Regions from separate parts of the Zea mays genome. Here all the other regions are linked to region 2. A link is a contact called in public Hi-C data. All regions are on one chromosome and are shown on one strand. Each heading gives the region's core, a stretch centred on a gene start, on an enhancer-like site or on the middle of the called end of the contact. The rest is flanking DNA. Distances are from core to core; before and after follow the strand shown. Region 1 holds the start of LOC100284812 (GrpE-like). Region 2 has its middle 37 kb from the start of LOC103653754. Region 3 holds the start of LOC103653755 (E3 ubiquitin-protein ligase MPSR1).

Evidence for each region. A called contact is a pair of places that touch in the nucleus more often than the background predicts.
Region 1: a contact with region 2 is called in a Hi-C map of tassel, with 2.5 times the contacts expected there. The contact joins the promoter of LOC100284812 here to the enhancer-like site in region 2. A contact is called at or near these places in 2 of 25 Hi-C or Micro-C datasets (ear and tassel).
Region 3: a contact with region 2 is called in a Hi-C map of tassel, with 3 times the contacts expected there. The contact joins the promoter of LOC103653755 here to the enhancer-like site in region 2. A contact is called at or near these places in 2 of 25 Hi-C or Micro-C datasets (leaf and tassel).

Annotation. Positions count from the first base shown.
Region 1 is chr4:142,023,108-142,026,824 of Zm-B73-REFERENCE-NAM-5.0, forward strand. It overlaps LOC100284812 (GrpE-like), which reads left to right and starts at 2,315. Exons shown (of 3, transcript NM_001157707.2): 1 at 2,315-2,702. The coding sequence starts at 2,472.
Region 2 is chr4:141,759,439-141,763,395 of Zm-B73-REFERENCE-NAM-5.0, forward strand. No RefSeq gene overlaps it. Among protein-coding and RNA genes, the nearest start is that of LOC103653754, 37 kb to the right of the region's middle. Within about 2 kb of position 1,318, at least 17 of the 20 cell types and tissues checked have an H3K27ac peak or open chromatin away from gene starts, as enhancers often do. A contact at or near this core is called in ear, leaf and tassel, where this site is marked.
Region 3 is chr4:142,052,991-142,056,392 of Zm-B73-REFERENCE-NAM-5.0, forward strand. LOC103653755 (E3 ubiquitin-protein ligase MPSR1) reads left to right here and starts at 1,287. Exons shown (of 1, transcript XM_008680569.3): 1 at 1,287-2,434. The coding sequence starts at 1,342. The coding sequence ends at 2,154.

The sequences.
Region 1 (3,717 bases), core at 1,065-3,564, 260 kb after region 2:
GTAGATCGTTGGCGCCATTACTTACAGCGGAGTGAGTTTGAAATTTGGACCGACCACAAGGCTCTCAGTTTCTTGGGGAGCCAAGATTTACATTCCGAGTTGCAGTGGAAAGCGATGTCCAAGCTGATGGGTATGTAGTTTAAAGTGGTTTACAAACAGGGTAAAGATAACAAGGTCGCCGATGCACTTTCCCGGGTGGGGGCTATGATGGCATTAACAACAGTCAGTGCGGTTCAACCACTTTGGATCCAAGAAGTTACAAATTCCTATGTGACTGATCCTGCTGCTCAATCTCTCCGGGCTCGACTATGTGTCCATAATCCAGATGAACATGGTTATTCTTTATCTCAAGGGGTGATCAGGAAAGGAGGTCTGATTTGGGTGGGTCAGAATTATGCCCTTCGCACTAAATTAGTGGCAGCGGTTCATGACAGCGCAGCTGGGGGTCATTCCGGGATGCATGTCACTTATCATCGACTCAAGAAGTTGTTTGTTTGGAAGGGAATGGAATATGATGTGGATGATTTTGTGAAACAATGCCAAATCTGCCAGCAGGCCAAAGGCGAAAGAGTACACCCCGCTGGTTTGCTGCACCCCCTTCCCATTCCTCAAGGTGCCTGGCAGGATATTACTATGGATTTTATCGAGAAGTTACCAAAATCTAGTGGGTATGATACTATCCTGGTTGTGGTTGATCGTTTCACGAAGTATGCACATTTTATTGCCCTACAACATCCATTTACTGCTTCCCAAGTGGCGCAGGTTATTTTGGATCAGGTGGTCCGGTTGCATGGCCTTCCCAAGTCTATCGTCAGTGACCGGGACAAAATCTTTAGAAGTACCTTTTGGACTCAATTGTTCAAGATCTTGGGCACTAAGCTGAATTTGAGCATCGCATACCATCCACAGACCGACGACCAAAGTGAGCGTGTTAATCAATGTGTTGAGATGTATTTGCGATGTGTGGTTCATGCTCAGCCTACTAAGTGGAAGACCTGGCTACCACTGGCGGAATTTTGGTACAATACCTCTTATCACACATCTTTGGCTTGTTCTCCATTCAAGGTTTTGTATGGGTATGACCCTCCCTTTGCAGCAGCACCTACTGTCCCTTCCGATACTGCAGCTGATGTGGCACAAGTGCTAGTTGAGAGGGCACAGTTTACAGCCATGTTACGGGAGCAACTGGCAGCAGCTCAAAATCGAATGAAACAGAGAGCAGATCGTCTTAGAACTGATCGACAGTTTCAAGTGGGCGATATGGTGCTGCTCAAACTACAGTCGTATGTGCAACAGTCAGTGATCAGTAGACCTTGTCCAAAGCTTGCTTTTAAGTTCTTTGGACCTTACAAGATCATGGAGCGTGTGGGAGCAATGGCTTACCATTTGGAGCTGCCGGTGTTGGCTCAAGTGCATCCGGTGTTCCATGTCTCACAATTGAAACCATTCATTCCAGATTAAACTCCTGTCTTTTCCACTCTGCCAGCTTACTCTGATTTGAGTAGTCGCAATGTCCAGCCTTTGGAGATTCTGGATCGTCGGTTGGTCAAGAAGGGGAATTGGGTCGTGCCACAAGTGTTGATCCGGTGGAGTTTGCTTCCAGCTGATGCCACCACATGGGAAGATTACAATGTTCTGCGTCAGCGCTATCCGGATGCTCTTGCTTGGGGCCAAGCAAGCCTTGTAGGGGGGGGCAGATGTCACGGCAGGAAGTGCCATGGAGAGCAAGGAGGCGGAAGAAGAGATGCTGGAGGACTGAAGAAGCTGTGTGTGCGTGGTGTGCGTGCAGGGAGCCATGTTGGGCTCAAAGTGTGTGCGCGAGTTTGGTTTGGGTCGGCCCATGTAGGGGACCTATAACCTTGTATCGAACTCGAGAGTATGGCAGAAAAGAAATAGAGAAAGAAAATTCCCCAAACGAATCATGTCCGAGTCCCTGGCGGCTACAGGGCGCTCACGTCGCGGCGGCTCTCCCGTCGGCGGCCACGTGCCATCACATTACTTGACCTCGTGCGTGTCGCTTAAATCGTGGATGAATTCATCACTCTCACGGGGATCATCTCCAACAAGGTGTGTCAAAATAGTGACAAAAAAAATTAAAATACTACATTATTTAAAATGTTTGGGCCACTAAAAATTTAAGTTTCAATAGTTAAGCACTAAAAATGTATTTTAGTAAGTAAATTATATTATTAGGAAAGAAAATATTAAGAATTGTATAGAAAACAACCAAATTATTGTCGTGGCCTCGTGGGTTCCTTGGGCCGCTCCCCAAGAGTGCTCGAGAAAACAGAAAAAGCAAGGAAAGTGCCATCCCCAATTTCCAATCCATCCATCCATTCCGTTCCATCTGAAGGCGAGAGTTATCTCGTGCCTGCCCCGCTGTTCTCCTCTCCCGCCGCATCCGATAGTTCAGCGCAACAAAACCTCCCTCTCCGCGCACGCTCCCCACCCCCACCGGTGACCGCGCGCGCATGGCTGCCTTACTTCGGACGGCCGCGGCCCTCGCGCCCCCGCCCTCGTCTCCCCCGTCCGCACGGGAGCCGCGTGGGCGGTGCCTGCGGCTGGCCTGCTCCCGGCGCGCGCCGGTCCGACCGCTCCGGGCGTGGCCGCTGCCGACTCCGCACGTCTTCTGTCTCGCCGGGGGGCGGCTCCGGCGCCTGGGCGCCACCGAGGCCGACGAGGCCGCGCAGACGGCGACGCAGGTGAGTGGTGTGTTCTGGTGGCCGTAGTTCGTGTAGCCTCTGCCGTTCCTTTGTATTTAGCTGTCAGATTCATGATATCCCTAGCGTTTAGTAAATTTGAAGCAGAAAAATATGAACATATTGTTCATTCTGTGAAGTGTGAACACCAGGTATTGTCTGTTTAGTGAGGGTAATGATGTGCAACTGCCTCGCGCCTTCGCATTAACTTCTGAGGACAATTTATTTGCCCTTGTTAAGGATTAGGTAGAACACAATTTGTGTTGAAGCTACTGCTTCATTTCGCTATGTTTTGATTATATGGCTGGGGATACATAAGTGCTGTTATTTTGGAATGAGCAGCTGGACCTTCATTCTTGGGTTGTTTAATATGTCCAGTTAAGAATTTTTCAATATGTTGTTTGGTAAATCATTTTCTGGTACGAAGATTTCTGCTTTGCCTTCTTAAGTGCCCGGTAAACAGATCGTGGTTAGCCATGATTGGTGATTTTAGGTGGTCCTCAAGAGGATCGAGATTCCGCAATGTAGGACAGTTCTGGTTATATAGCCTTGAAACGTTTCTACAAGAATCTGGATCTCTACCAAACGGACCTTAAATTATATAGCCTTGTTCATGCTAGTTATTTTTTCGCTGGGAAACATTCTTAATTCATGTTATGCTAACTTATCATTCATTTCCAATATAAGCTTGTTGGCTTCATAACTTGAACTCACTATAGTCTAACATAATTTCATTTTGAAGTTTGATCAGTATTAGAGCGAGTATTGGATAGAACTTTTGTAAGTAATGACTGCCCGAAGTTTCACTAATTTGGAAGCATTTTTATGTAAAACTATTGGAAAACCTTGGAAAATTAGGGTAGTCACACCGGTGGTGCATCTTTATTTAGTGGAACTTATCTGTATATGTAAATATATTTTCATGTGTTGTGTCATTCTGATGGTGTGATAGTAATAGCTGTACCCAGTTGCAAGCCTGTGCACTTGTGCCAGTTCATGAAGATGCTAGTCTCCTGTT
Region 2 (3,957 bases), core at 68-2,567:
TGAGCTCGAAGATCGGGAGGGTCGGTTATCTAAAATTTGACAAATAAGTCACAATTGGCAAGAGGCTAACTTATTTGAATCTGAGATTTTGCTAAAGTTAGCCTCGGAGGCAACATCCATATGATGCACCAAAGTTCATGATTATTACTTACGAAGAAAAGAAGAAGAATTTCACCTACCTGAAAAAGACGACTTTGCCAGATAAAATTCGAGGCTAGTGTGAAGGATATATACCATAGGGTACCATCAGACGCTCGGATGTTCAATAAATGAGCCTACAGAACCCAACTCGGCTCTACTTCGGATTTGGACTCCCTTAGCAACTCGGACTCGGATACCCAGAGTCCCATGTCAAGAAAACGATTAGGACGAGTGAAAGGTTATCTTATACACACAAGATCCGTTGTAACAAACATTTACGAGATATAAGCGGTCGAAACTGAACGAAAATAATCAAAACCGAATTTGCTTGTTCTTATTTTTAGAACCGACCAATTCCTATTTTGGTGTTGTTTGATTCATGAAATGTAACATAAATGACAATAATAATGATTCACACTCGAGTACCAGCGCTAATAAATTTGAATAGATTGTGTGGTAGTTCCAGAAAAACAAGTCGTTTTGGACATGATTACGCACACTAAGGACTGATTTATTAGTAGTCTACTTTCCAGTCGTGCCCTTATTAAATATAGTATGTCACCAATAATAATGAGTTGTCCTTCTTATCTTAACTGGTCACCATATTCCTTGTAACACTCCAAAAATCTTGATTTTGGGTTAAATAATTTTTCCCAAAAATAAACAAAATTGAAGTGTCATCTGATGGGGAATTAAACCCCGAAAGTGACCTTTCCTAAAACAATTAGGTGAAATTAAAAGTTTGATAGTTTAAAACTTAGATCCAAATTTAGAAACTAAAATTTAAGTTAAAGCATCTTTTTATAAAAGAATTATTATTTTTAAAATAACTATTTTGAGCGTATGAATCTCATGTTTAAAAACATTTGTTTTTAAAAATAATAAACAGATAAAATATTATTGCACCTCGTGCTGGAATTTTGGATGTGCATTTAAACTTAAATTTGATCTCCAAAATTTGATTTGAATTTGAATATTCAAATAGGAAAGGAAATAGAAATCAGAACTAGAAAAAATAAATAAAAAGGAAAACAAAAAGGGGCAAACCTACTCGTGGGCCAAGTTTCTCGGTCGGTCCAGTTTAACTCACTTTGTCGGTCCACTTACCCGTTTGCACCACTGGCCCAACTCAATTTAAGCACCTACAGGTGGGGCCCTTTCGCAGCATCACAACACGCATGTGGGGAGGAAACTTTCCCCCGCTACCGAGTGGGCCCTGGTATCAGACCTCGCGTCCCCTGCCCCTCGCATTCACTACGTCCGGCGCGGGCAACAACCGAGGGTTGTTGGGATCGTAGCAAACCTGACCGAGGTTTGTTAGTCGATTCGGGATCCTTTCCGCAACCATATATATCGGCATCTTCACACATCCCTCCTCGACCGTCGACGCCTGCCTCACTTTAGCATCCAGATGAGAGGGAGAGGAGGCCACCGCGGTTGACCTTCATGCTCCAGGCTGCCTACCTCCAATCACGTGCATGGGAGAAGTCGTCGGTGCACGCCACCCGCGTACGAGGATTTGTAGTGTGGAATAGTTGATCGGAGTATGGGAGATCTCTCATCGGAGCTCCATCATCGCCGCCGAGTTGCCCTTCTCGTGGTCTGCACGGCCATGACCTTAATTGCTGGTGAGATAATGGCCCTGATATTTGTTGTCTTCCTTACTTCGAGTAGCGTCTGTTAGATTTGGATTTAGGTGACCGGGTCACATAATTCATGTTCTCCGGTGAGGTGCCCATCGCTCCTGCTTGGGCATCGCCACGGAGGAAACCAGCGCCGCCTGTCGGGTAGCAGAGAGGAGGAAGAAGGAATGGCAGCAGTTGTCGATCAGTGGAAGCATGGTCAGGATTAAAAGTAGCGTACTCAATTTGTGTTTTAAATCTCAACAGTTGATCGATAATCCGAGGGTCGGGATTGATCGGGGTCGTGTTGGCTTTCGATCCATTGATTTCCTATCCTATGGCCAACATGGGTATACCGGTTCATAATCTCGTGGATCTAATCTGGGCTGTTTGGATTAGATCGGGCGGCTCAAGGTGCTCGATACCCCTTCGTACCGAGATAAGTGCAAAAAAAACCCTCGATGAAGTATAAAATAAACCTATCGCCCCTCCTGTAATAATATCTTACACCTAGGTCCCTGGTTTTTATAAAACCATCCCTCAAAGTTATTTTCAGTATGAAAGATTAATAATAAATCACCCCAAAACTTATTTGGTTCATAACTTTTTCATTTTATATCCGTTCTGATTTGTTCCCGTCGCGTTAGCTTCATAACGATATTGCCTACACGTTAACTACCCTATTTTTTTTATGTAACAATAATTATCTAATTTATTTAATCTATATGGGGTTAGAGGTTCTAATGCGGGCAATATGATATTCTGATCCTGTAATTAGAATCTGACTAAAATATAGTATCTAATCAAGTAATAATTTAGACTAAAGTTGAATTAACTATTACTTTATATTATCTTTCTCACATGATTTATAAAATCAATCTAATATCTAGTATTAATTGTTTAATCACATAGATCTTGCGAAAACCATATCTCCTCAATTGTGACTCTGATTTTAGTGGTTCTCGGACCTGTGATCTCATAGCAGCGCGTAGAATATTCTTACGTTGTTTGTTCATATGCTTTGGTAATGTTACCATATCCATTATTTGCTTCAATGTATGTATTGCTACGAATAGAGGCGAGGTGACGAGGACCTTGAAGCCCCAGTTTTAGGTCAACATCTGAACAACAGAGTTATCACAAGTATAAGGCAAGTTGTGCCCTTGATCAGTCTTCTTTACCTAATAATGTTCCTGTTAATCACTATGACATGCTCAGGCTAATTTGATGGGACCTAATAGGTTACCCTAGTTTTGTTCACTCTACACCTTGCAAACCAATGAACTATTGGGTAGACTTGCTATTTCTCTACCTGGTTTTGGGATTAATGTTAGACTGAACTATGATCATGTTCCACTATTATTGTTGGTTTAATTATTGGTCACGATAATACCATTGTGTTAATTGAAACATGGAGCTTAATTTGAGATAGCAGTGCTACCACAAGGGTGGAATGGGACACCCTTGGCTGAATAATTAGGAAAGCTAGTGTGAGTTAATCCATTCCCGTAAGGGGCAAGGAGGGTGGAGGAGTGGAGGTGTAGGGAGGTCCTCGGGTCGGACTGTCTTTTTAGCTTTCCGGACGAGGGATTCCTATATCGCCTTCGTTCCGGAATCTGTAGCGGGTTCTCTCCTCTAGTGGAACTTTGTAAAGGCCTTGCAGTGGATCCCTAGCCATTCACCTTGCAAACCTTGGCTAAACGGGAAACACGTCTTGTGGGTAAAGATGTGCAACCTGTGTAGAGTGTAAAACTGGTATACCAGTCGTGCTCACGGTCAAAAGCGACTCAGGACTCTTGCATGATTAATTTATGGAATTAAACTTAATCTGTCATTTGCATTGCATTGTGGATTTTATTATTAAGTGTGATCAATTATTTAATTGGGATGGTATCTACTTATATTTAGTAACCGTTAATAAAATTTTGACCAACTTTAAAAAGCAATGCTCAGCTTGAACCATCTCCTTTGATAAGCCTTACACTTCACATGAGCCCCCACCATAAGTGAGCTCATGCACATTATTCCCCACAACTTCTTGAGCGATGAACGTATGTGAGCTCACCCTTGTTGTACTCACACCCCAGGTCAAGGACAGGTACCGCAAGTAAAGGAGCATGGATAATGTCGTGATGAGTTCGTGAGAGGTCTAGGTCGTCGTCTCCGAGTCAACTATGGTTGCTAGATTGTTGTC
Region 3 (3,402 bases), core at 37-2,536, 290 kb after region 2:
GGGGGGGGGGGGTTATTTTGCATCGCCCGAGTACCGGCATGACGAATCCACCTTCTAACCTCAAAAGAATCATTTTTATACGAAATCGGATGAAAATAAGTAAGAGTCTTCGTTGGATCAATTAGTAGTAGTTATTAGCTGGGGCTTAGTCCAAAGTACATGAGTTTTGCAAGTTAGTTTTCTAACAACTAGTTGAATGTTTTGGCAAAAAAAAAAAAACTTAGCCCAGTTAGTCTTGCAAGTTTTGATTTCATCCTCTAAACTTCAGAGCTCATCGCCTTTAGAATAGTTTAGCTCACTTTTGAGCTCTAAACCTCTAATATGAGGTGGACTAAAGTATAAGAGTAATTTTGCTGTACATTTTAGAGGTCGAAAGTTTATAAATGAGAGATCCAAACAATTCTTTGAACTAAAATTTGGTTATCTAACAATTATCCCTATACATTAACCATGCTTTAAAACTGTAGCTCATAATAAATCTATAATTTTGTAGTTCTGAGCTTTTTCACTTAAATCCCTTCAGATGCTTAAAAAGGTTGATACAAACATTCAACAAATATTAAGCGTCACGGCTTTCCATATTAGTGATAGCACTGTTTTTCCATACAAGTTGGATAGAGATGCAAATTTATTGAAAACTGTAGCTCCGATCTATAACATTTTATTTTGTGTTTTTTCCCTTGTGAAGCCATTAGAGCATCTCCAACAATGCCTCAAACTAGTGTCTTAAATTGAAATATGGAGCTCTACACAGGAAAAACTACTCCAACAGTGCCCAATTTTATAAAATTTTGTCAAAAAACTATAGGGCACCCTCTCAAGTGATTCAAATATACTACACCGTAGTGAGCTGTCCTATAATCTAGATTTGAGGCTTTACTGTTGGAGCGGGGTGTTTTGTTGGTGCCCTAAATTCTATAAAATATACTTATTTTCAAATTATAGGGCATTTTTATAGGTCACATTGTTGGAGATGCTCTTAGCATGCTTAAATTATCGATACGATCTTTCAGTAGTATATATGGAATGTACAGATAACTTGCCGCGCCAAACAACTGTAGCTAGTATACGTGTTCCCTCAAAAAAGGAAGTATATATTGCTTACCAAATATATACTACTAACTTCGATTTTTTGTTGATAAAAAATATCGGAAGTACACAAATACACGGATCGGGCTTACGGATATACGGAGTATACAAATACTACTAATTTCGATTTTTTGTTGACAAAAAAGGAAGTATATCCCTGGATCGGACTTACGGATGGGAATCGATACGCCTACGCAGATTTCCTACTAGCTGGGCTGGCCGCTGGTCTATAAAATACTATATGGTAATGGGATGTCGTCCTTACAATTGTTTCCCAACCCCGTATACTATTACTACCAATCTCGATCGATCGGGCGCACCATGGCTGCTCGCTACACCTACACCTACGGCGACGGCCCGGGCGGGAGCTCCTGCTTAAGGATCGGGCTGACCGCGCTGCCGTGCTCCGGCGTGGCGCTCCGCCTCAGCGCCGTCATCGACTGCACCCCGGGCAAGGACCGCATGCCGCCGGTCACCGTCGACTTCCTCAAGAACCTGCCGCTGCAGCAGAGAGAGGCCGAGGCCCCGGCAGCCGTCGCCGCCCAGGTGACGACGGGCCGCTTCACGTGCAGCAGCGGCGACTTCCTCCTCGTCAGCCAGATCCAGCGGGTGGAGGCGATGGTCGCGGCCGCGGGGCTGCCCCGGGAGTGCGCTCTCAGCGTGGAGGAGTTCTTCCGCCTGTCCGCCTCCAACGCCGTTAACACGTTCTACAAGGCGATGGCGATCACCGTGGAGGCGGGCGCGCTCGGGAGCATCGTCGTGGACGAGCACCAGCACGAGCACGAGGAGCTGCCGCCCGGCGCCGTCGTCGGGGAGTGCGCCATATGCTACAATGAGTATCTGGTCGGCGGAGCCACGTCCGTGAAGCTGCTGTGCGGCCACACGTTCCACCGCAGGTGCATGGACCGCTGGACGGCCGTGAACCGGACGTGCCCCTACTGTCGGGCGCCGGTGCCGGAGGAGAAGCAGGACTGCTGGGACGAGGACGATTATTGCGACGACTCGGTGTCGGAGTACGACGAGGAGGACGACGGCGCCTCGACGGTGCCCGGCCGACCGCAGTAGCCAGGAATTCACGGCCTCTCCGCCTTACTCGACTTGGAGAAGAACATCAGTGTCCCAACTTTTGTTCATACTTGGAGAAGAACATCAGTGTCTAAGGCCTTTTCAGGAAAAAAAGAAACATGAGCTAGTTTAATTAGTTTGATGCTTGTTGCGCGGCTGAAATATTTCTACTGCACGGAAGGCCGTCTATCGGTACTGTTATAGTATATTTGATAGTCTAGATATTATGTCTAGTACACTACCATCGATATATATGTTAAAGTATATTCTGTATTCTATATATTGAGTCTCTTGACTGTCTTATGTATCCGTACTTGTCTTATCTCCTAGACTCCTACGTCACGTGGTTGTATCCGTACTTGTCTTATCTTCTACGTCACGTGGTCTTAAGTTTGAATCCGCGACTAATAAATTAAGTGAGTGTTTAAATGCACTATAAATAATAGTTAACTGTTAAAATTAGCTGAAGACATTCAAACAGTCTAGCTAATAGTTTAGCTATTAGCAATTTTAGCAAATTATCTAATAGTTAGCTAGCTATTTGTTAGTTAGCTAATTCTGCTATCATTTTTTTAGCCAACTAAGGCCCCGTTTCAATCTCACGGGATAAATTTTAGCTTCTTGCTAAACTTTAGTCATATAAATTTAAGTGCTAAAGTTTAGCTCCTTAGGATGTTTGGACTACTCTAATAAAATCTAGCACATTGTAATAAAAAGACACTCATGCCCCTAACGTGGAGAGAGAGAATAGGGTTAGAGGGTATGGATGGAAAATGGGGTTTCGTGACTCACGTTTAGCTCTTTTTAGCACCCCTTGAGCAGCTTATGAGATAATATGTGCTAAATTTTTATCACACCACCATTAGCTCTCCTGTTTAGATCACCAAATGGCTAAAAGTAGCTAAAAAAGCTGCTAAAGTTTATCTCATGAGATTAAAACAGGGCCTAAATATAAGCTCTAGTATATTCAAACACCCCCTAAGGTCTAAGAGCGCCTCAACATATTAGCACCTCAACGTCTTTGGCTACACTTAATACCTAGTACCTCGACAACAACTCCACATGGTGCCTACCCATAAAGGATATTGATGTCTCGATTTCACTTCCAATCGCCTCATTGCCTTTCGACTATAGATGGCCAAGTGCACTATGCTAAATAGACCGTATAAGGGATGCTAAATAGACCGTAAAAGGGAAATGAAGTTTGATTCATCAAGATTTGTTTTGGTGCTTGATGGCCATCACAAT